Linked DNA regions of Mus musculus: all the other regions are linked to region 7. The links are chromatin contacts, called in public HiChIP or PLAC-seq, Micro-C and promoter capture Hi-C maps. All regions are on one chromosome and are shown on one strand. The core of a region is the stretch at or near the end of the contact, and the rest is flanking DNA. Distances in the headings are between cores, read along the strand shown. Region 1 holds the start of Zdhhc18 (zinc finger, DHHC domain containing 18). Region 2 holds the start of Arid1a (AT rich interactive domain 1A (SWI-like)). Region 3 overlaps Pigv (phosphatidylinositol glycan anchor biosynthesis, class V). Region 4 holds the start of Trnp1 (TMF1-regulated nuclear protein 1). Region 5 holds the start of Rcan3 (regulator of calcineurin 3). Region 6 holds the start of Gpn2 (GPN-loop GTPase 2). Region 7 holds the start of Stmn1 (stathmin 1).

Evidence for each region. Promoter capture Hi-C pulls out the DNA fragments that hold promoters and counts their contacts. A called contact is a pair of places that touch in the nucleus more often than the background predicts. HiChIP or PLAC-seq counts read pairs in DNA pulled down with a chosen protein or histone mark. Capture Hi-C pulls out chosen DNA fragments and counts their contacts.
Region 1: a promoter capture Hi-C map of liver shows a contact between it and region 7, with 3 times the contacts expected there. The contact joins the promoter of Zdhhc18 here to the promoter of Stmn1 in region 7.
Region 2: a contact with region 7 is called in a Micro-C map of embryonic stem cells, with 4 times the contacts expected there. The contact joins the promoter of Arid1a here to the promoter of Stmn1 in region 7. A contact is called at or near these places in 1 of 484 Hi-C or Micro-C datasets (embryonic stem cells) and 1 of 115 datasets of contacts at active chromatin or transcription factors (pancreatic cancer cells).
Region 3: a promoter capture Hi-C map of cranial neural crest shows a contact between it and region 7. The contact joins the enhancer-like site here to the promoter of Stmn1 in region 7. A contact is called at or near these places in 3 of 39 promoter capture datasets (cranial neural crest, hippocampal neurons and pre-B cells) and 1 of 115 datasets of contacts at active chromatin or transcription factors (memory CD8 T cells).
Region 4: an HNF4G HiChIP or PLAC-seq map of pancreatic cancer cells shows a contact between it and region 7. The contact joins the promoter of Trnp1 here to the promoter of Stmn1 in region 7. A contact is called at or near these places in 1 of 39 promoter capture datasets (liver), 1 of 484 Hi-C or Micro-C datasets (B cells), 1 of 115 datasets of contacts at active chromatin or transcription factors (pancreatic cancer cells) and 1 of 9 other capture datasets (pancreatic islet).
Region 5: a contact with region 7 is called in a promoter capture Hi-C map of pancreatic islet. The contact joins the promoter of Rcan3 here to the promoter of Stmn1 in region 7. A contact is called at or near these places in 3 of 39 promoter capture datasets (erythroid cells, liver and pre-B cells), 1 of 115 datasets of contacts at active chromatin or transcription factors (pancreatic cancer cells) and 2 of 9 other capture datasets (liver and pancreatic islet).
Region 6: a promoter capture Hi-C map of pre-B cells shows a contact between it and region 7, with 4 times the contacts expected there. The contact joins the promoter of Gpn2 here to the promoter of Stmn1 in region 7. A contact is called at or near these places in 6 of 39 promoter capture datasets (the 3T3-L1 cell line, hippocampal neurons, liver and 2 more) and 1 of 115 datasets of contacts at active chromatin or transcription factors (pancreatic cancer cells).

What each region holds. Positions count from the first base shown.
Region 1 is chr4:133,631,787-133,635,051 of GRCm38.p6, forward strand. It overlaps Zdhhc18 (zinc finger, DHHC domain containing 18), which reads right to left and starts at 1,643. Exons shown (of 8, transcript NM_001017968.2): 1 at 1,293-1,643. The coding sequence starts at 1,603.
Region 2 is chr4:133,752,553-133,755,600 of GRCm38.p6, forward strand. It overlaps Arid1a (AT rich interactive domain 1A (SWI-like)), which reads right to left and starts at 1,433. Exons shown (of 20, transcript NM_001080819.2): 1 at 1-1,433. The coding sequence starts at 1,059.
Region 3 is chr4:133,658,984-133,662,117 of GRCm38.p6, forward strand. Pigv (phosphatidylinositol glycan anchor biosynthesis, class V) reads right to left here. Exons shown (of 4, transcript NM_178698.5): 4 at 2,442-3,134. Among named protein-coding and RNA genes, the nearest start is that of Pigv, 12 kb to the right of the region's middle. Within about 2 kb of position 1,673, at least 348 of the 459 cell types and tissues checked have an H3K27ac peak or open chromatin away from gene starts, as enhancers often do. A contact at or near this core is called in memory CD8 T cells and pre-B cells, where this site is marked.
Region 4 is chr4:133,497,103-133,500,332 of GRCm38.p6, forward strand. It overlaps Trnp1 (TMF1-regulated nuclear protein 1), which reads right to left and starts at 1,448. Exons shown (of 2, transcript NM_001081156.2): 1 at 526-1,448. The coding sequence starts at 1,355. The coding sequence ends at 684.
Region 5 is chr4:135,432,144-135,435,409 of GRCm38.p6, forward strand. It overlaps Rcan3 (regulator of calcineurin 3), which reads right to left and starts at 1,662. Exons shown (of 5, transcript NM_022980.4): 1 at 1,469-1,662.
Region 6 is chr4:133,582,650-133,585,692 of GRCm38.p6, forward strand. Gpn2 (GPN-loop GTPase 2) reads left to right here and starts at 1,724. Exons shown (of 5, transcript NM_133884.2): 1 at 1,724-2,220. The coding sequence starts at 1,810. It overlaps Gpatch3 (G patch domain containing 3), which reads left to right. Exons shown (of 7, transcript NM_172876.2): 6 at 333-460; 7 at 970-1,593. The coding sequence ends at 1,183.
Region 7 is chr4:134,466,879-134,469,766 of GRCm38.p6, forward strand. It overlaps Stmn1 (stathmin 1), which reads left to right and starts at 1,442. Exons shown (of 5, transcript NM_019641.4): 1 at 1,442-1,551.

The DNA of each region.
Region 1 (3,265 bases), core at 393-2,892, 830 kb before region 7:
CCTTGTAGTTACAGAGACATAATCCAGGTCCTGGAAAGTGATCTGAGAACTGGTCTTTCAGACAGCCTCATCATGACATGCGTGCCCCCCTCCCCCAACCCCGGGGAAGTAATAGCTGCCAACATCAAGTGCTAGAAGCTTGGACGAAAAAGAATAAATAAATAAATAATGAATATATCTGGAAAAAAAAAAGCTAAAGGCTTGCAAGCATGACCAATCTCAATAGAACCCTGTCGGGGGTGGGTACTATTAAAGTCCCCATTCTACAGGTGAGGGCACTGAGGTTTGGAAACGTAAAATGACTGCCTGCAGGCCACACAATTAGTGGGAGGTGGAGCTGGGACTGGAGCCAGAGATGGAGTTCTTAACCATAATGAATAATAAAAGAAACCAATAGGAAGAAGTAGGAGGGAAAGGTGGGACTCACCCCGGGTGCGTTCAAGTGGGGGTGTATGTGCCCTCAAGGAGTCACAGGGCAAGTGACTCCAGCTAGAGGCTGAGGGTGGGTGGAAACTTTGGATGCATGAGTGGCCCGAGAAAACTATAAGCAGCCACTCCTCCATCCTTCAGTCCTAAAACGGAGCTACAGTGTAGGCCAACCCTAGGTCACTGGGAAAAGGTCAGAAGCCCATAGGGGCAAATAAGACAGGCCGTGTGAAAGCACTCAGGTCTCTTTCCTGAAAAGGATCTTGATGCCGCCCGCTGTCCCGGTGGTGGACCGCCACCGAGGGATGCAGAGTGTCCGGAGGGGAAAGAGACAGGGCAGGGTGGGAGACACCTAGAGGACTAGGGAGCTAAGAGAGCGTCGGGAAGAAGCTTTGGAGAAACTAAGGAAAGTGCTGGAGAGAGAAGGGCCTGTCTGAGAGGCCCAGAGATGCTTTAGGGAGGACTGCCTCCGGGCCTAGGGTGACCATGACTGAGGGAAAGCGGGTGTGGGAGCCAGGACCCTGTAGAACCTTGGAGGGACTTGAGAGGACGCCTAGAAAAATTCATGGTAGGGTGTCCACAGCCAAAGGACACAAAAACTTACTTGTCTGAGGACAGGAATGAAAGACGCCTAGAAGGGTCAGAAAGAGCCTGGGATAGGCAAGAACCAGCCAGTGAGTGACCGCAGGTGGACCTGAGGGACCCGGCAAAAGCTGGTGACCCGGGCGGGGCACCCAAGGTCCGGGTGGCGAGAAGGGGTTCCGGGGTTCCGGGGCGGCGGGCGGAGGCCCGAGGGCTCACGGATGCGGGCGGGGAAGGAGCGGCGGCCGGGGACGCAGTGCCGGGGTGGGGGTGGGCGAACTCACTCGAAGACGAAGAAGAGGATGGTGGTGCTGAGGATGAGCAGCAGCGTGAGCGCGAAGACGCCGCCGTGGCCGGCCAGCATGAGCCGGCCTCCGCAGTAGAAGCGGTTGCGGCCCGGGAACACCTCCCACTTACGCCGGGGCCGGCGGCCCAGGCTCCCGCTGCCGCTGCCGCTGCCGCTCCAGCGCGGCGCGCCAGGCGCGGGCCCGGGGCTTGGAGCAGGGGGCGCGGCGGGGCCGGGGCGACGCGCCCCGGGGGAGGCGGGCGGCGGGGCGGCCCCGGGGCTTATCTGCTGGTACTCGCAGTCCTTCATGCGGCCGGCCGCGGGCCTCGGCTCCGCGCCCGGCCGCTCCGGGACCGGGCCGAGCAGCGGAGGTGGCGGCGGCGCGCGCGGCGCTGGCGGGCGGGCAGGCAGGCTCGCTCGGGTTGGCCTCTCCGCTGCCGCCCCGCCCCCGGCTCGCTCCGCAGCGCCTCCTGCGCCCAGCCCGGGCTCTGCAGATGCGGCCTCCAGGGCTCCCTCAGCTGCCGGTGCTCTCAGACCCTGCCTTAGGAGTCAGAGATTCAGGGGACAGCTCAGGCACTCCAGGCTCGCCCACCTCTGAGGGCAAGCTGGTAAGGGTGCTTTGAAAGTTCCGAGTGTCTAAAGGGGTGTGAGTGAAATATCCTTTAGTCTTTCCCTCCCTGCTGTCCTAGGTTCAACCCTGGGTTCTAGATAATCCCCAAATGGAGATCATGCCTAAGGGCCCCAAACTTTTTTCAGGTGGGTGTTTTCACAACAGACCTAACCAACCAGGAACTGGGGTGGGCTAACTCCTGGTGACTGAGACAAGTAGGGTTCAAGGACCTTCAGGCCAAGGTCCAAGGTGAATTTGCAACGAGCTGGGCTACAAGTGAGTCCCTGTTTCAGCTGAAAACACACACACACACGCGCACACTATATTTTCTAGGACTCAGGTCGGAAGTCCAGAAATATTTTAGCAAATTCTTTTACATGCATCACCCCCAAAGCTCATAGGGCTAAATCAGGCAGTCTTATCTGGAGCAAATGGGGTCCAGCCTCCTTGCAAACCATTCAAGTTGATGGTGGAACTTATTTCTCGTGATGTGACTGGAGGCCTGGGAGTTTTGCTGAAACTCCACCCAAAGTTACTAGAGCTCATTGCAGTGGCTCACCAGCGAGGTTTCTCTGAAGGACTTGTGCACTTCCTGAACCTGACAAGGAGAGTTTAGCATCCATTTGTGAAAACAGGGATTGCTAGCTGGCTATGGTGGCCCACGCCTTTACTCCCAGCACTTGGGAGGCAGAGGCAGGCGAATTTCTAAGTTCGAGGCCAGCCAGGTCTACAGAGTGAGTTCCAGAACAGCCAGGGCTACACAGAGAAACCCTGTCTCGAAAAACAAAACAAAAGAACAGGGATTGTTTTGCTTTTGGGATACTTGAGTATCCCACCCAGGACCTCACCAGCTGGGCAACCCCTGTCTCTAGCACTGAGCTGCTCCACCTGCCCTAAGACAGATCATTTGTGTTTGTGTGACTGAACGTGCACGTGGGGAGACCGAGAGGGCAGGCCTACGTATGCATGGAGGCCTGAAGAAGGTCTCAGATCCTTCAGAGCCGAAGTTCACTGTAAGATACCTAAATGGTTAGGTAGATGCTGGGGTCTGAACTGGGGCACCCATGATTGTTCGGCAAGTACTCTTAACCACTGTGATGGTTTGAATATGCTTGGCCCAGGTAATGAGAGCACAATTAAATGTTTTCCTCTATAAGAATTACCTTGGTCATGGTGTTTCTTCACAGTAATGGAAACCCTAAGACAGAAGTTGGTACTAGAAGTGGGGTATTGCTGTGATAGGCCTGACCATGCTTTTGTTTGGAGACATGTGGATCTTAGGACTTTGGAAAGCAGTGGAGTGCTTTCTGTGGGGTTTAATGGGCCACCCTCGTAGGGATACGGGAGACTTTGTTGCTGAT
Region 2 (3,048 bases), core at 183-2,682, 710 kb before region 7:
TCCCGAGACGGCCGCTGCCGCCGCCGCCGCCGCCGCCGCAGCCCCCCAGCACTGCGAGGCCATGTCCGCCGGGCCTTTGCCCGCGCCCCCGTCCTGGGGCCCGCCGCCGTAGTCGCCCCCGGGGTAGCCCTGGTAGCCACGGGCCGAGCTGGGCGACGTGAGCAGTTGGTTGAGGGTGGGGGTGGCGGTGGGCTGGGGAGTTCCCCCGCCGGCCGCTGAGGGGCCGCCTCCCCCCATGGCCCCGAAGCGCTGCTGTGCGAAGGACGAAGACGACGAGGAGGCAGAGGCGCTGGAGGAGGGAGGCGGCTTGGAGCCGGCGGCCGCCGCCGCGCCGGAGCCCGGAGTGCCACCTCTCGGGGAGCTCAGCGCGTAGGCCTGGGGAGGCGGGGGGTAGGCGCTGCGGTTGGGGTAGTAGGAGTTGTACTGGTGGTTGGGGAAGCCGTGGTCGTGCGAGTTCTGCTGGGGCCCGGCGTAGGGCTCCAAGCCCCCGCCGCCGCCGCTCTGCAGCGCTGCCAGGCCAGGGCTTTGTTGTCCGCCATGTTGTTGGTGGAAGACGGCGGCCGCCGCGGCGGCGACGGCAGACGGGCTCCGGCCGTAGGCTTGCCCGAAGCCGTAGGCTGGGGGCGGCAGGGCGGCCGCGGCCGAGTGAGGAGGCGCCCCCACCCCGTCGCTGCTGCTGCTGCCGCCGCCGCCGCCGCCGCCGGGCGGCTCCGGGAGGTTATTGTTCAGGGCGGGCCTAGGGCCCGCGTTCCCGTTCGAGTTCTTCAGGTCCGGCTCCGCGCCGGGCCCGCCGCCGCTGCCGGCTCCGCCGCCGCCGCCACCCCCATTGCTCTCGGCCCCGTCCTGCAGCTCCTTTCCCAGCGGCTGCGGCGGCCCCACGGCGGGGCCCTCGCTCTCCTGCCCGGCGGCTGCCTTCATTTCCCCGCGCTCGGCCGCTGCCGCCGCCGCCTCGCCCCCCGCCTCCTCCCGCTGTTGCTGCTCGGCTTTCTTCAGCTCCGAGGGCGGCGGCGGCGGGTTGCCCAGGCTGCTGGCGGCGGCGGGGGCGACCTGCGCGGCCATGATCCCCGCTGTCTCGTCCGCGGAGAGACCCGGCCCTGTCTTCGTCTTCTCCCCCCTCCCACCCCGCCCCGGGGCCGAGTCCCCCGGGCTGCCCTCCCCACCCGCCCGGGCGGGCCTCGCGGGGCTCCGCTGCTGCGCTGCGCTCGCTCCTCTCCCCCCCGCCCCGCCGGCTCAGGCTCCGGGCTGGCGGCGGAGGAGGAGGAGGAGGCGGCGGCGGCAGCCGAGGCGCCGGCGGCTCAGCTGCTCCGGGCTCTGGCGGCTCGGGACCCGGCTCTCCCGGCTCATTCCCCCCAAGCCCTTGCCTGGGAATGAGGGGGGCGGTGGAGGCTCCGCTCCCCAGGGCCTGGCCCCGCTGTGACTCTCCGCTTTCTGCTGCCGGAGAAAGGAGGAGGGAGGGAGGGAGGGAGGCGAGGGGGAGGGGGCGGGAAAGGAGGGAGGGAGCGGGGGGGGAGGGGGGACCCGGGACGGGCGGGCGGGCGGGCGGGCTGGAGGGCGCGCGGCGGCGGACGGGGCGCCGGGAGGCAGAGTAGGAGCGCTGCTCTGGCGGGCGCCCTGCCTCGCCTCCCCGGCCGCGGCTCGGGCCGAGGCTGCTGCTTGGCGGCGGGCGGGCGGGCGAGAGAGCGAACGAGAGAGCGGGCGGGCGGGCGGCGGGACTGAGCAGCTAGAGCGCCCCACTCTCCTCCGAGTCCCCCTCACTCCGACACGAGGCTCAGCACTGCCATTTTACCCAGCGCCGTCGCGGCCGCCTGAAAAACCAGGACTGGAGCGCGGAGCGGGCGCAGGCCGTGGAATGGACTCGCTCCCTTCCCCTCACAAAGGAGGAGGGGAGAGAAGGAGCCGCGGCGGCGGCGGCAAGCCCTCAGCCTCTTTCGCTCGGCTGCGCCGCCGCCGAAGGCTTCGGGGAAAACCCGGCCCGGAGCCCGCGCCTCCGGAGCCTGCGCCGCCTCGCTCGCCGCGTTCCCAGCCTGGCCTGTCCCCTCCCGGCCGCTCCAAAGGGAGCGGGCCGCGTGAACTTTACCCGCGCCTGCAAAATTGGCCTGAGCCCGAAACCGCGGCCGCCGCGGCCGGGACCTGACCCCCTGGCACCGGGCCTGGGCTCTTGGCTGCGACTTAGCACCTCCGCAGCACTTTTCTTCTTCAAAGCCTTTTGCAGACCTGCTCTAGAGACCCAGCTGAGCGAGCCCTGCTTTTCCCCCCCTTTGGCTAGCCCCAAAGGAGGACTGACCATTGTTCAAACTATCGGTTCTCCCGTGCCCTGCCCTCATTAGCCCTCTCTGACAAGGCCCTGGGGGCATGAGGTCTGGATTATCTCCCCCCCCCCCATTTTACCAACAGACTGAAGGGAGGGGACTGCCCAGGTCACTTAAAGTCAGAGGGCAGAAGTGTGTGGCTATAAAAAGTGGAGTGAGTGGCCGAAGCCGCATCTTGTCTACTTAGCCAGAGAAAAGGAGGAAAAGAGAAAAGAAAGGCACTTACGTTGTGAACAAATCCAACCACCGGATCAGATCAGTGTCAGGAGGTTTGAAAATCAAACGTGGTCATCCCACCACTTCTCTTAAAATGGTGGCTACTGATGCGTTGGGGGCTTAAGACAGTCCTCCAGGCAAACCAAGCTCCATTAGCACTTCCTAAGGGAACCTAGCTCACAATGGCCAGTAGCCCAATCTTCAAAGGCAAGTACCTTGGAAGACTGTAAACAGCCCACAGAAGAGGCTCCAGGGACTGAAAGAACCTCTGTTCAAAAACCACTGCAGAAGAGGGATGCAGAAAATGGAAACCATTTTCTCTATAAAGAGAGAAAAAGAGCCTAACAGGTCACACAGAAAACGGATGCCCCTCAGATCTGCTGTCTATCCTAAGGTGTAAGACTCCTTGAAGTTTACCAGAGACCCTAAGGCCAGGTTTATCTGTGAAGATCAAGGCATTCGCGGAAAAGCTCAGAGTTGTCCAGACCTACAGGCCTCACCAGTTCCACAGCAGCCTTTTCTT
Region 3 (3,134 bases), core at 423-2,922, 810 kb before region 7:
TGTTTGTGTTCCTATGTGCAATGTGCTCAGGAGTGCAGGTTGTCAAGGTTTCCTGGTGTTGTCTCTGCTGGAGCTACAGTGATAGGGTCTTGTACTTGGGTCCCCTACAAAAACAGGACTTGGGGCTCTTAACCACCGAGACATCTTTCCAGTTCTTTTTGTTTTGTTTTGTTTTGAGACATGGCCTCACTACGTAGCCCTGGATGTCCTGGAAATCACTCTGTAGACCAGGATAGCCTCCAATTCACAGAGATCCCCCCTACCTCTGCCTCCCGAGTCCTAGGATTGAAGGTGTGCACCACAGTAGGCTTAGATTTCACAATCTTCCTGCTCCATCTCACAAGGGCAGGGACTGCACGTGTGCACCACACCATCTTCAAATTAAAACTTTAATTCATCCTCGTTATAAAAAAAATTTAAGTAGAAAGATAGCAAAACATGTCCTTTATGCCTCAGAATTTGCTACTTCTGGGCCAGCACTCAGAGGGCTCAGTGGGGGAAGGGACTTGTCCTCAGGCCTGACATGCCCAGTTTTAAGGACAGCATAATAAAGAACTAAGACTCAACAAGAGGGCAATGCTGACTTCCACGTGGGCTATAGGATGTTCATGTTCACACACACTCACACACACACACACACACACACTAAAATGTTGCTTTTTAAAGAATTTACCACTTCCCTAATGAATGCTCCGGTGCACTGGCCAGCAACACTTGAGGACAGGAGGCGTGGCTAGGCCTGCCTTAGTCCAAAACAGGCATTAATAAACAACTGGTGAAAAGAATCCTTTTAAAAACTTAAGCCTCCACACTTTACATTTTTAGACCCAGACTTCCGCTGCCCCACCCCAGTGGGACTACTAGAGACCCGCCAAAGCTTCCCCTTTTCCCACCTCCATTAAAGAACAAAAAGACATCCACTTCTGGGTCCTCAGAGTGTCTGGTTTGTATTTTAGCAGGGTCTTGGAAGGAAATGACTTTTCTCTGAAACCGTGGCCGCCCCACCCAGCTGTGGCATTCTTAGACCTCGGGGAAACAGGAAGCTCCGGCCTTGGGCCCTTCACGGTCCTCCTTCAGACTATTAAAGACTGTTAATAGGCCGGTAAAGGGACAGCTGCTGGTCATAAAGTCAGCCCGCTCCTTACAAGCTGAGCCGTGAGCCTCCCAGGCCAGAAGCCCGGCCTTCTCCAGGTGTGCTTACCTAGCCGGGGTGCCCAGGTGTAGGGTTTCTTCAGTGATGGCTCTAGGGACAAAACAGGGGAGACTGAAGCTGCTCTGTAGGGGGTGAGTCACCTCTCCCAGGAGAGGAACAATCACTTCTGGTTACCCTCCAAACGGAGGCAAAGTGGAGCAGAGAGGGAGACCAAAGGATCCCGGCTCCTCCCACGCACTTTTTTTTTTTTGGAGGGGGAGGGGGAGTCCTAGGATTTGCAGCTGCTGGGGAAGAGGCTGCAGTCTGCCAGCTGGAGGGACACACTAGGGGAGAGGTGTTGTCTTTTGCCAAGAAGGGCACTTGGTGTCTTGGCAGAAGGCAGAGGGCTGCCCCAATCTGTGTGTACATTTTCAGTAGCATTTGACTCTGGACCAAATGCTTGGCTGTGCTAGTGCTGTGGTGCTGGGTGGGAATGCTCGTTGGCCAGGCTGGCTGGAGGCTCCCACAGAGGGTGCTGGGCCTGGGCCAGGAGCTTCCCTTCAGCTGGCAAGTTGAGCTTTCTGTCACGGTCGGAGGGAGTGTGTCCAAATTCCAACTCCGAGCTTTCCAGAAGCCACTGCTGACTGCCATCTGTTTTGAAGAATGCTGCTTATTGGAATTTTTGGCCCAATGGGGAGTAAGGATGGTGACACCGAGCCAAAGTTACCTGGCTCAAGAATGCACAAACGCTGCGCAGCAGGGACACTGTCTTTCATTTATACAGGGTCTTATTCTGTAGCTGCCCTCAAGCTCACCTCAAGCCTCAGCATCCTGGAGTCATCCTTCCTCAGGGGCAGGGTTACTCTTAGTAACCACAGGGAGCCAGGAAGCAGGGCAGATGCTACAGTAGACAACCTTGGACTGACTTAGCTACAAGGTTCCCCCATCAAGGCTGTGGGGTAGGTGCCTCTGACTCATGCAAGTGTGATCTTTGAGAATGGAAAACCAGTCACCCTGGGTTACCCTTTTCCACCAGGTGTCATTACTCTCCACGACAGCTTCTATTCCGAGTTGTTCCCAGAGGTGGGGGGGAGGCTGTTTCCAATTGATCAAAGGAGGACTTTCCCATTAGACCACTTGTGAGCCTCCATTTATCTTTTGTTTAAGGTAGCCTCAAGATTTAAGGCCTAAATCACACCCCAGGGAAGAAGTCTCCTCCTTAATTTCAGAGAAGGCAAAAGCTCTGAAGGTGGCTTTAGATCATACAGCTGGAAAGTGAGGAATGGGAGCCAAGATTCAGACCCTGTGCTCTGATCCAAGTGGTGTTTATTACTGAAATTAGGGCCTCGTGTGCTTTACTACGGAGTTCTAGCCTCAACCCTCTATAATTTATAGAAACTAGTTCGGCAGAGGTAGGAGGATCTCTGAGTTCAAAACCAGCCAGATCTACATAGCAAGCAAGTTCTAGGACAGTCAGAGTTACACAGAGGGACCTTGTCTTAGCTCCCCTGACTACCCCTCCTCCAGAAAAAGGTAATTCATTGCAAAAGGAGTATTTAGATTTTCACAGTCTGTAGGATAGACACAGACACACACACACCAGTATCATAAAGAAAACTTCAGGGAGCTGGAGAGATGGCTCAGTGGTTAAGAGCACTGGCTGCTCTTCCAGAGGTCCTGAGTTCAATTCCCAGCAGCCACATGGTGGCTCACAACCATCTGCAATGGGATCTGATGCCCTCTTCTGGTGTGTCTGAAGACAGCTAGTGTACTCATATATAATATAATACATCTTTAAAAAAAAAAAAAAAGAAAACAACCACCTTCAGAAACCTCTCACTTAGAGCAGGCTGTCTGTCCCCTCTTCCTTCTGTCACTACACTGCACTGACTCCACCATCCTGAGTGGGGCAGGCTGTTGGCCTGTGCTTTGATCAAACATTTAAATTTATCCACCAGGCCAGGCAGGGGTGGCTCACACTCAGTGGTGGGCCTAGTACTCA
Region 4 (3,230 bases), core at 198-2,697, 970 kb before region 7:
TGGGAAACGCTGGGACCTAGAAGCAGAGAGACCTAAGTATGATGGGGACAAACCTTCAACCTCTCCGGGTATCTGTCTCCTCCAATGGGAGTCACAGACTCAGAGGAGAATCCAGTCATACAGCCCTGAGCCAGCCCTCCTCCATCCTGGGACTTTCTTCTTCTTCTCCTTGCAAGGGATGGAGCTGGGCTGTGTAGAAGCCAGCAACTTTGAGGGCAGGGTTTTTACAGTCCCAGGGGACCCAGGAGAGACCACACTAGCACAGGTGAGGGAGCAGATGTTGCAATATTGCAGCAAGCTCCAGCTTGTTAAAGTTTGCCACCAAATCCCTCCGGAAGCCGAACACCTTCCACTAGTTCATCTCTATAAGGGGACTTGGCACTGTCATCTAACCAGCCACGAAAAAAAGGACAGCTCTATCAGGGCTCCACAGATGCCCGCCCAGACATGGAAGATCCCGGATCCTACACTCCTCAACACAGACACACGCTGTATCCAAAATAACACCAGTCAACAACACCGCACCTTAGTGTCACTTTCAGGGCCCCCCATGGACCCCCAGCTGACTCCTCCGCGTAGATGACGCCGTCCATCTGGCCAGCACCTGGATCCGTCCGTCCGTCTGTCCTCCCGCACCTGGAGACTCGCCTGCCTCGGGAAGCCAGGGGTCCGGGGTACTGAGGTCAGCGCTGGGGGGAGGCGGGGCCGCGGGGCGGGCTGCGGCGGAAGGGCGAGTCGGGCTCCGGGCCCTGGCCGCGCCGTAGCCGCCCTGCGCCCCAGGGCACGCAGCTCCCCAGGCCGAGCGCGGACGCCAGCAGCGCCGGGGGACGACCCCGGCGACCGCGGCGCGCACCCTTCTTGAGACGGGACCCGTGCGCAGCCAGGTAGAGCTCGGCCTGGGCCACGCCGCCGCTCAGGCGGCTCAGGCTCTCGGCGCGATGCGCCAGGCGCAGCTCCGCAGCCAAGAAGACTCGGTGCAGCTGCAGCACCCGGCTCTCCAGCTCCGACACCAGGCGCCGGCGGCCCTCCACTTCTAGCAGTCGCCGCCGCGCTTCGGCCAGCTCCAGCGCACGGCCCCCTGCCCCCGCCGCCGCGCCCGCGATCCCCGCCGGGCCCGCGCCCCCAGACCCCCCACTAGCACCCTGGCGCCAGCGCTGCAGCTCCTGCCCTTCCACGGGTGTCTCGGCCGCCTCGGGTAAGGGCGGTGACTTAGTGGGGGTCGGAGTCGAGGTCGGCGATGGGGAAGGGGGCTGGAGGGACGGCAGGGGCTCCCGGGGTGGCGGCGGGGGCGACCCCGGTTCTGCCGTCCCTTCCTGGGCCCCTGGGCCGCAGGCGCTGATTCGGCAGCCCGGCATCCCCCGCCCCGCGGCGGCCCAGGGTTGTCGGTGCGTGGGGAGGAGAGATGCTGGGCACGAGACTAGTGAGAGGCGGCCGCAGAGCCCACACCCAGGCCGCACGCGCCGCCCAGCATCTTATAGCACATGGGGCGGAGCGATGGCAGCACAGCCAATCCGAGACTTTTGTGCCTGAATCTGCCCTGCCTCCCGCCAAGGAGCGTATCCCCAAGTGTTTCAAGTTCCCTGTCTTTCTCCCAGATTGGCTCCGTTTGGGCATCATCCCAAATTTGGGGTAGATAAGTGACGGTCACTTTCCTCGCCTGGAATCACCTCAGAAAAATTCGATGGTAATGTTTAAAAGTCATACATTTCAGTCTCTACCCAGAATGGCTGGGCGTCACCTCTGCTCCTCTGCCGGGCCCGCGTGACAGTGAGAGCCTAGCCTAGAACTTAGCGCTCCGGGTCTCCTAGGATGCCCTTCCCGCCCATCTCTCTGGGCTTATGGGGTGGTTAAGGCAGAGAGACGACTGGTGTCCACTGGAAGATGGGCATATGACTGGATTACTCGCATACCAGGAAGGCACTTAGCTTGCAAAACAAACACCAGAGCCGCTGCTCCTGGTCCGCCAACCTTCGTGGGGCCCTTAGAAAACCCCAAGGTGTGCAAAATTATTTTCCAGCTCCAACTCTGCCTGCGTGTGCACCTGCTAGCCCACAAGACACGTCCTGGTATCTTTCAAATGGAGGGGGAAAGAAACTCAGAAGAAGCCGCGATGCCCTGCTCAATGTCAAATTGTAGGACAGTGGCTGAGTCTGGACGGAAATGAACGAACAAACTCAACCATTCATCAGAGCCCTTGAGATACGTGGATTCCTCCAATTCCCAAGCACGACTCCACATCTCGAATTTTAACCATCCTAGCTCTGCCCACTTTCCCCACGGCACAAATAGCCCTTCTGTTCCCCTTCCAAGTACTGGCCCAGACACCAAGGGTTTTACCTCTGATTGTATCTATTTGAAAGCGCCATCAGAGATTGGAGGGGTTCACGGTAGGAGAGGGCAAGGTCCCCAGGGCAGGAAGGAAGCTCTGAACCCCATTGGGAAGGACTGCAGCAGGTCCTCGGGTTTCAAAGGATCTGCCAAAGGTGTGGCCAGCCCTGAGGGTCAAAATATATGAAGAGGAATCTGACTAGTGGGGGGAGGAAAGCCCCAGTCCCTCCGACCCACGGGTCCACCCAACTCTAAGTGCTTACAGGTGCCTTTTAAGTGACAGGAACTCTGACAGCAAATCTCCACAGAAGCAGCTCCCAGAGCAAGGGAAGGAGGGTGAAGGGAGTTAGATTCAGAGAAGCGGGACGGGAGGACTCACGGTAGTAAAGGGGTGTTCAGTGAACAGGAGTAGATCCCAGAGAAGAAGGACAGCCAGGGCTACACAGAGAAACCCTGTCTTGAGAGAAAAGGAAAAGGAAAAAAAGAAAGGAAGAAGAAAAAAGGGAGGTATGTATGTGGGGAAACCCCACCATTGGTTAGTTCCAGGGAACCTGTCAGATCTGGATTGCAAATCCTTCCAGAGACCTTGGATATTGGTCTCTCTAAGAGGGCAAAGATGATGAAAGCATATTTACGAGGAGGGGCTGGTAGTGTGCCTCAGTAAAGCTGGGTTCAATCCCCAGCACCAGATAAAACCAGAAACAACAAAGCAGCTATGCCTGTCGTCCAGCACATGAAAGGCAGACAAGAAGACAGGAAAGCAAGCACCGGGCTAGCCTGGGCTACATGAGATCTGTGTCAGAATCCAAATAACTAAATAAGTGTTCACTGAATGCACTGTGTTCTCATCCCTTAGACGTAGGGACAGCAGGCTTTTCTTCTCAATAGGAAACTAATGGCCC
Region 5 (3,266 bases), core at 412-2,911, 970 kb after region 7:
ATTGGAAAGCTGCAGTGAAGAGTAACAGGATACTGATTTCATCTTTTTCATAATCCTCCCACATCCAATGTATAACTGAACGCTAACGTGAAATCCCCATCAAAATGAACAACTGTGCATGCTGCATAAACACCCAGACTCTGAGACTTAATATATTCCTCAAATTCTGCCCTTTTACTTACTTCTGAGTTTGTGTACATGCATCAGGTGTGTGCATAAGCCCTCAGAGGTCAGAGGAGGGGTGGGATCACCTGGAACTGAAGTTACATACGGGTGCTAGGACTCAGAGCCCAGTTCTGTGCAAGAGCAGTAGGTGCTCTTAACAGTGGACATCCCCCGCCCCCGGCACACTATTTTGTTAACATATATTTATTGAATGTTTATATGTGTGTTTGACTGTGGCCTCAGCAACACTCAGGTATTAGTCAAAGGACAACTTGCAAAAGCTGATTCTCTCCTCCTGCCATGTTGATCCCCGGGATCCGGGAACTCCAACTGTCAGGCTTTGCAGTAAGTGTGTCTGTCTGTACCAGCTGAGCCATCTCATAGGACTACATATTGATATATTGGACTAGAGGTAATGGCATTGTGTTAAGATAGGTTTTATTTTGTTTTGTTGGGCAGGACCGTATTATGTAGTCCAGACTAGTCTCCCACTTGCTAATATTATAAACGTGTGCCACACCCAGTTCTTAAAATAACATTTTAAAGTAATCACTAATCATAGCTACAGATGGTCAATTACTTCTCTGGCCAACTAGTAGATGAGAGACTTCTACGAAAAGTTCAAGTAAATGTATTGTCCTAGATAGCCTTCAATATTGGGACGCGAATATATATATATTTGGTTTTAAACCCTACAATAAAACATCACTCTACATAATCCTAGTTTGAATCTGAAACATGGACGTGAGCCGCTAGAATCTTAATCCCCAGAGGAGATGATGAGATTTCGCACGGAAGCTGGAACCCCACAACCTGGAAACAGACAGCTATTGAAGGGTTCAAGAGGAAGCGGACAAGTTTCCAGATGCCAGGGAAGCAGAGAAGCACGAGGATTCCTGCATCCTGGGGGAGGGGAGGAGAGAGGGGAGTGGGGCTTCCACCTGCTGCCAGGAGGGTTTTACTAGCCACACCTTCCCTGCCCTCCGGGAGGGGGGGGCCAGGTTGGGCCTGACATCTTTCAAAAAGTCGAACTGCGGGTGGAGAAATTGCTGGTGGAGGAGAAAGGACCTGGGGGCGAGGGTTGTTTTGCAGGACGTTACCCCGAAGCTGCTGGGGGAGATCCTGGGCATCAGGCGGTTGGTCCTTAGCAACGTCTAGGGGGTTCCTGGAGGATCTGGGCAGCTGCTGCTCTAGCTGAGGCTGCTTTAACTTTCAGGGATCCTGGGGATCCATCACCCAGAGCTGCTGCAAACCTGTTCCGAGCGGCCGCGACCCGGCCCCGCCCTGCGAAGGGGAGACTCACCTGTGCGCTCGAGGGGAGAGGCCCGAGGGGGGATGCCCACGAGCGCGGCCTGGGGCGGACAGACCCTCACCACCCGGAGCCACCACGCCCTCAACGCGGGCCGCAGCGGCCGCCTCAGCCGGCGACACGGGCGGTGACCTAGGGCTGAGCGAGGTTGCCAGCGTCGCGCGCGCTCCCGGGCCCGCGCGCCTCGCGCCCTCCCTGGGTTCCTCGCGCCCAGGGGGCGCGCTGCGCCGGCGCACAGACAGGAGGGCGGGGCTGACAGCTGGGTGGGCGGGAGTCGCCGAGTGGTGGGCGGGGCTCTGGGGGCGGGGGTGGGTTCTGCGCGCGCGCATTCGCCTGCTCCTCTTGGCTGGCTGGCACTGGCTTTGAGGGACTTGGGCCGGCACTCTTTTTTTTTTTTTTTCCCACCCCCCCTGGGCCGGCACTCTTAAGGCAGAGGCTTTCCTTGACCTCCAGAACGGGACTTTTGATGTCCCCTTGGTATCCGCCGCCCCCAAGAAACATTTTCTCTCTCTTTTTGCTGACCTCACGTGACAGTGACAGGAACAGCTAGCCGGGATACTAGGAACCTTCTCGGGGCGGGTTCCTGTGAGCTTAACCCGGGGTAGCCTTCTAGGAACCTGGCAGCCGGATGTGCCCGACCTCGCCCCGCAGCTCCCGTCGCCCAGTAGAGGCGATGGCGACGTGGCTGTGCTATGGGTGTCACCAGGTGTGTGACTGCGCGCGCCCCATCCCTCCCTCCATTGCACCCAGCACAGATGTACAATATTAATGATATTTGCGTTTGCCTTTCCACACAGTCTTGCTTATCTCCCTTGGAGATAATGGAACATTAATTATGTCTAGGTCAGGGTTTAGGCTAGTAGTAGCGCCGAGGCTGGCTGGCATTTTAATTTTAATTGCTGTTGCTGAGACCAGCCTGTCAGGGAGCTGTGCCCTCTTCCAGCTCACAAACTGGATGAACGGTACAGAGCTGGAGAACTCTCAGCTCCCGCTAGAAGGATTCTGCTCTGCTATCCAGGCCGTATGGCTCAGTTCTGAGGGTCCTTGCTCCCAACCCCGGACGCACGTGATGGAAGGAGAGAACTCCTGCAAGTGTTCTCTGACTTCCACACGGCTGCCCTTCTGAATAATAAACAAATAATAAATAGAAAATCAGCTTTTGTCATTTACGCAAGACCCTTCATAGGACAAATGAAACAAGGGGGTCAAAACTAAGGACACAGTGTTGTCACTCGGTGAGAGTCATGGGCACAAAATGCAGGGCATAGCATCCTCGTCAGAGTGACTCCCATAGTGTCCCCCACAGGATCACAGTGTTGTATCCCTTTTGCTTTAGGAAGTTTCTGCAGCTTTCCACCCTGAGGCTCCTGATTAAACTTGACTTAACACGTCAAGTTCTTCACTTTTTCATCAAAGAATTATGGAGAGTGACTTCTATACTCACATCAAGAAGCATAGAAATGTTTCCCCTTGGGCTGGTGAGATGGCTAGATGGTTAAGAGCACTGACTGCTCTTCCAAAGATCCTGAGTTCAAATCTCAGCAACCACACGGTGGCTCACAACCATCTGTAATGAGATCTGACTCCCTCTTCTGGAGTGTCTGAAGACAGCTACAGTGTACTTACATATAATAATAAATAAATAAATCTTAAAAAAAAAGAAAGAAAGATTCTCTGAACTCAGTTTCTGAGGTGACTCAGTTGGCTAAATACTGGGTTCAGTGAGAAATTGCGTCTCAAAATATGCAATAAAGAGTAAATGTGGCCAGCTTCTTACCCCCACAGTCATATG
Region 6 (3,043 bases), core at 474-2,973, 880 kb before region 7:
CAAGGAGCATGCCCACTCTCCCTTCTTCTTTCCTTCCCTTCCCTTCATTCCTTTTTTTTTTTTTCCGGTTTTTCGAGACAGGGTTTCTCTGTGTAGCCCTGGCTGTCCTGGAAGTCACTTTGTAGACTAGGCTGGCCTTGAACTCAGAAATCCGCCTGCCTTTGCCTCCCAACCATTCCCTCTTCTTCTTACATCCTTTGAGGCAGGGTCTCATATGTAGCCCAGCCTGACCTCGAACTTAAATCTCTGCTCCATCTCCCAAGTGATGGAGCCTGCACCCCTGCCACACTTGAGCCACTTCTTTCTCTGGACTCTCGCTTCTTCCTTTGCAGGGCATCGGCCGGAAGGTGATGGAGCGCCAGGGCTGGGCTGAAGGCCAGGGCCTGGGCAGCAGGTGCTCCGGGGTGCCTGAGGCCCTGGATGGAGATGGCCAGCATCCTAGATGCAAGCGCGGCTTGGGGTGAGTGCACCTGAGGGGCTCCCTAGGCCATTGTCCAGCTGTGCTGCTGTCTGCTTTCCCTCTTGCCATTGTTTTGAGGTGGGTGTGGGCCCCTCTAAATGAACAGCTTCACAGCAGGTGTAGAAATAGATGACACTGTCCTTATTTTCATTTTAAACCCAATCCTACAACTTAAAGGATCACGGGGCCCTCAGGGAAGTCATTTCCTCAAGTCTGGGTTTTGGCTTCATAAGGGAGTCTGTTGTGGAAATGAAAATTCCCAGGTCCCTGATAGTTGACACTCCTCTCCAGAGGCTGGAGAGCAGAATTTGGAGACAATGCTTTGTCTTTGGTGCTGGAGGTGTGGCTCAGGAGTGAGTGTGTCCTTGCCCCGGGTTCTTGTGCTATGAGCATGAGACCGCTCTGATAGAACAAACCAGATATGTAGTAATTACTTCCTGTCTCTTGCTAACCTCTTTACTGGGCTTTGAAGAGAGCAGCCTTCTCACCAAGAGCTCTGTTTTATCCAGATACCATGGAGAGAAGTTACAGCCATTTAGGCAACTGAAGAGGCCCCGTCGAACTGGCTTGGGGCTCATTTCCACCATCTATGATGAGCCTCTGCCCCAAGACCAGGGGGAGACCTTGCTCCGGCGCCAGCCACCCACCAGCATGAAGTTTCGGACAGATATGACTTTTGTGAAGGGTTCTAGCTGTGCCTTGGACAGACCTGAGCCCGAGTGAGCCTATGTCCTTGGTCAGGATCACTCTGCGGCAGGGACTTAGCCCTCTGCCTGGATCTTGCCCTGTGGACCTGAGAAGCAGCCCAGAGCCTGGGAGCAGCCCTGAGCATGCCCAGTTTCTCTACCTCAAAGATGATATCACCAAAAGCCCCTCCGTCTCCTGGGGTGTTTGTGCCTAAAGGCCTTCCCTTGGTCTCCAGGCCCTAGTGCTTGTTTGGGTTTGCCCAGAACAGTGAAGATCTGGACTGCCTGTGGCACCGTCCAGTCGGGTTTGAGGGTTGTCTGAAGAGCTCCGTGAAGCTGGGAAAGGGGACCAGAGAATTGATCCAGAGAGCGTCGCGGTCCCTTACCACGTCTACCCTCTGCCTAGAGACGGATCGGTGCGAGAATAAACCAGTTTACCCGGCATGGAGATCTGCCTTAGTGAAGCCTGGGGAAATCTTAAAACCGGAGGTGTGCGGTTGCGTGACCACAGCCTATGCCGTGGCCGTGTGGGTGGGACTTCCTCTCCAGACAAGTTCCGGCGGAATCCGGAAGTCGGAACTTTTCCCTTCCTTGCCGGGTAGTTTGTTCGTTTTTCTGCTTGAGTTTACTTGGTGAGGCGCCCGTGGGCTGCCAGCTCCACCCATGGCGGGGGCCGCCCCGACTACGGCCTTCGGGCAGGCAGTGATCGGGCCCCCGGGCTCGGGGAAGACCACGTACTGCCTGGGCATGAGTGAGTTCCTGCGCGCTCTGGGGCGGCGCGTGGCGGTGGTGAACCTGGACCCCGCTAACGACGGACTGCCTTACGAGTGTGCGGTGGACGTGGGCGAGCTGGTGGGGCTGGGCGACGTGATGGACGCGCTGCGCCTGGGGCCCAACGGTGGCCTGCTCTACTGCATGGAGTACCTGGAAGCCAACCTGGACTGGCTGCGCGCCAAGCTGGAGCCCCTGCGAGGCCACTACTTTCTCTTCGACTGCCCCGGCCAGGTGGAGCTCTGCACGCACCACACCGCCCTACGCAGCATCTTCTCCCAAATGGCCCAGTGGGACCTCAGGGTGTGTCTCGGGTCGGGCAGAAGGAATCCCTGAGACCGGGAGGCGGATAGGTGCCACGCCCCCAAGTTACATTGGGAGATAGCGGCTGAGTTAAGTTTGAAGCAGAACTAAAGCCTCTGAGATAGAATTTTAGCTCGGCCCCAACTCATTTCATGGTCTTGGAAAGTCCTTTCACTCAGTTTTGTCATCTCTAAAATGAATGTGACAGTTCCCAATTTTAAAAACAGTGGAAGTGACTACACAGAAAGTGGCTTAGTGATTGGTTAGTTGGTGTTCAGAAGTGTGATGAAAGAGTAGAGAGGTAGGTGCAGTGTGATTTGAACCCTTTGTCCACTGCAGGAACTGTGCAAGAGACCTTGGAAGAGGTGTTGGAGATTAGCTCAGTGGTAGAGAACTTGTCTAACAAGCAGAGGCCACAGTCCCTGGGTTTGGTCCCCAGAATAGTAGGAAGGACAAAATGGTAAAATTGCCCCCTATCTTCTTGGAGGAGGACATGATGTTATTAAATTTAAATTAAGTTGCCTGGCGGTGGTGGTGCACGCCTTTAATCCCAGCATTTGGGAGGCAGAGGCAGGCTGATTTCTGAGTTCGAGGCCAGCCTGGTCTACAGAGTGAGTTCTAGGACAGCCAGGACTACACGGAGAAACCCTGTCTTGGAAAAAAAAAATTAAGAACAAGAGGCAGGAAAATATCTCAGGCCTGTAACCCCAGCAATGTGGTGTGGAGGCAGAAAGAGTTCTGGGCCATCAAGCCCTGTCTCAAGCAGGCACATGAACAGGAAATAGAACAGTACTAAGGAAGGAATAGAACAGTACTAAGGAAG
Region 7 (2,888 bases), core at 192-2,691:
CGTTCCTGTCCAGTTCTAAAAATGACTTCAGGGATCCATTCTGAAAGTTGAAGCATCAGGCCATTGTGAGACTGCGTTCTGAGAGGGAAAAGCCTTCCACTGCGCAGAACTGGCTCCTGTTGTTCACATGCTAAGCAAGAACCACTTAGACTGGCTGGGGCGGGGGCAGAGGGAGACTGACCCCACGCAAGGGCAATTGCTGGAAAATATGCCTCTATAAGCATATTCCAGACAACTGTACTTTGCCAATTGCTTGCTTTGTACGTTGTCTGCACAATACAGTTTTCACTGTCCTGTATGCCTATTGTATTTTATCTCGGGTGCTTCCCTCTTGGTTAAGCAGATGTAGGATTGTTTTAAAATTAGGATTGTTTCCACAGAAGCTGTTGTATGTATGGGTTGGCTTTTGAGAGACCAAATCCATTAATAAAATGGTAAACCCAATGAAGAGTTTCTGAGCAGGTGCTTTGGGGAAATGACCACCTCGTGGGGACACAGCTTTGGTCAGCAGAGAGAAGAGGTTCTTAGACAGACAGGGTCACGCTAATTTCCTTTGTGTCTCTGCTATAGTTTTGCTTTATCCCGGCCAGAGGGAACCGTGACCTTGTGGCTCCTTTTGTTTACATTCTCAAAGTGAGCCCAGCCCCGCTCTAGGGAGCACGTGCTTTCAGAACAAAAGGAGCAAAGTGTATCTAGAACTGCCATCGCTCTTCCCTTCCCTTTCCTGTCACCGCAAGGCTTTAGCAGTCCAGATGGAGTCTGCCTTTAAGCTTAGTGGCTTTGTTAAACCCAAGATCAGATTCCAGAGCCTCCCGCTGTCCTGCCTAGATCCCAGTGTTTCCAGCTCGGGAGGCTGAAGGGTAGAATGCAAGTGGCCAAGGGAAGAACCACGCCCGTAATCTGCCAGTAGGAAATGGGTTAGGGACTGCGTTGTTGCGCTACAGGTGACAAGCTGCCGTGTGTCCGTGATAGGACACCGAGGGTAGAGGATCGTGCAGGGGCGTGGAGTGGCACTATCTTGTCACAGGGTTTCGGGCGTTTTAGGCGACCGGGAGGGGTATGGCATCAAAAGGGATATTGCTTAGGGAGCCAAATAAACTCCTATGGCTGGGTAGAGGTAGAGTCCAGTCGGTCGAGGTCTAAAAGAAGTAGGTTAGGACCGACCCCTCCCCTGCTCCTCACCTCGCCCTGCAGTTTTCCTAAAGAGAGTCCCATAACCGATTCAGTCCTGCGGCCGCAGCCAAATGCTCTTCCGATCAGAGACACCCCACCCACCCACGCTAGTCCCGGCTAACACCTAGAGAGACCCCCCACCAGGAGTGCCCCACCCCTAGCATTGTCCTCCTGCCCCCCTGGCCCGGACTACAATTCCCGAAATGCTTCTCTCCAGAGAGGCGGTGCTCTCCAGGCTTCGGGGCGGGACTGGCACGTGCCGTCACCCGCAGCCAATGCGGAGCGCCTGGTCTGGGTCACGTGCCGCTGTTTGGCGCTTTTGTGCGCGCCCAGGTCTGTTGGTGCTCAGAGTGTGGCCAGGCGGCTCGGACCGAGCAGGTGGGTGCAGGCTTGGCTTAGGCGGAGGCTACGGCGGGCTGGGGAGCAGCCGGGAACGCGGCGGGTCCCCCAGCCGGGCACAGGAGATGGGCGGAGACCCCGAGCCCCAGCGGGTGGGGGGCGTTGGTCTTTTGTGTGGAGCTCGGGCGGAGCCTTGGCTTTTGTCCCTATTCCCTGGAGATGCGGGCTGGAGGGGAGGGGGCGCGGCCAGCGCTGGGCTTTAGCCCGGGTGCGAGCGTGGAGACAATAGGAGGCGTGAGCCGTCCTCTGCATCTACCGCCCGGCGGGCGCGGCTGTTCGGGGGGTCCCCATTGTCTGAAGGAGAGCGAGGCTGGGGGCGCTCGTGCTGCTGAGGGGCGGCGCCCGCCCGGTCTCCCGGGGCTTCGGGGCGGTGGTCCCGGACAGCTCTGGGCACTCCGTCAGTGGGTGAAGGCCGTGCGACCGAGCCCTCTACAGCCACCCCAGGGCTGCGTGTCCGCGAGGTGTTTTTGGCGGGAGTTGGGGGGCAGACGGCCGCGCGCTGCCAGCCCGAGAGGGGCGGGGCCACCCCGGAGGACCGTTGGCCCCGCCCATTCTGTCGCTGCCCACGCGCGCGGGCTCCCGAGCGTGGAGAGGTTCGCGGAGATTCGAAAAGGCGCGGGGAGCCGAGGGGCGGGGCCAGGGGCCGGAGCGTAGGGCGTGTTCTGATTGGCCCGGGCCGCCAGCCTGCCCGCCTGGGCCAGGACCACGCCCATGCTGTGTAGTCTGCTGCGTTGGGTGCTCTGCTACAGATAAATGCATTTTTTTTCGTTGCTTCGTTTTTGCAGTGTCTAGTGTTTGGAACCTTTAGTCATACGCTTCGGGGCTAAAAGAATGGTGATCTTTTTAAAAAAAATACTCGAGAACTGTTGAAAAAAATGTTTGCGACATAAGGCATCAAATGTGACAAACCTCAGGCGGGTGTGGTGGCGCTTGTCTGTAATCTCAACACTCAGAAGCTGCCCCCCCCCCCCGCCCATGTATGCATCGAACATGGAACCCAGGGCTTTGCAAATGTTAAGTGTTAACCCAGTGGGCTAAACCCCACCCCTCTACCCTGAGGAGGCTGAGGCAAGAGGATTGTAATTTTACAGCCAGCCTGGATTAAGTAGACCCTGCCCTCAAAAGAAACCTAGAGGTTCATACAACTTCATTTTCTCACTGTGAGGCTAGTAGCTTAAACCCTAGGAACAATAGGACTTGAATATCATTGGCTGCCAGCTTGGGTGTTATTCACCGTGGCAGACACAGACAAAGCAGGGGTGGGTATTTCAATTGCACAATGAGTTGTAGACAGAATTAAGATGGCTCCGATCTCA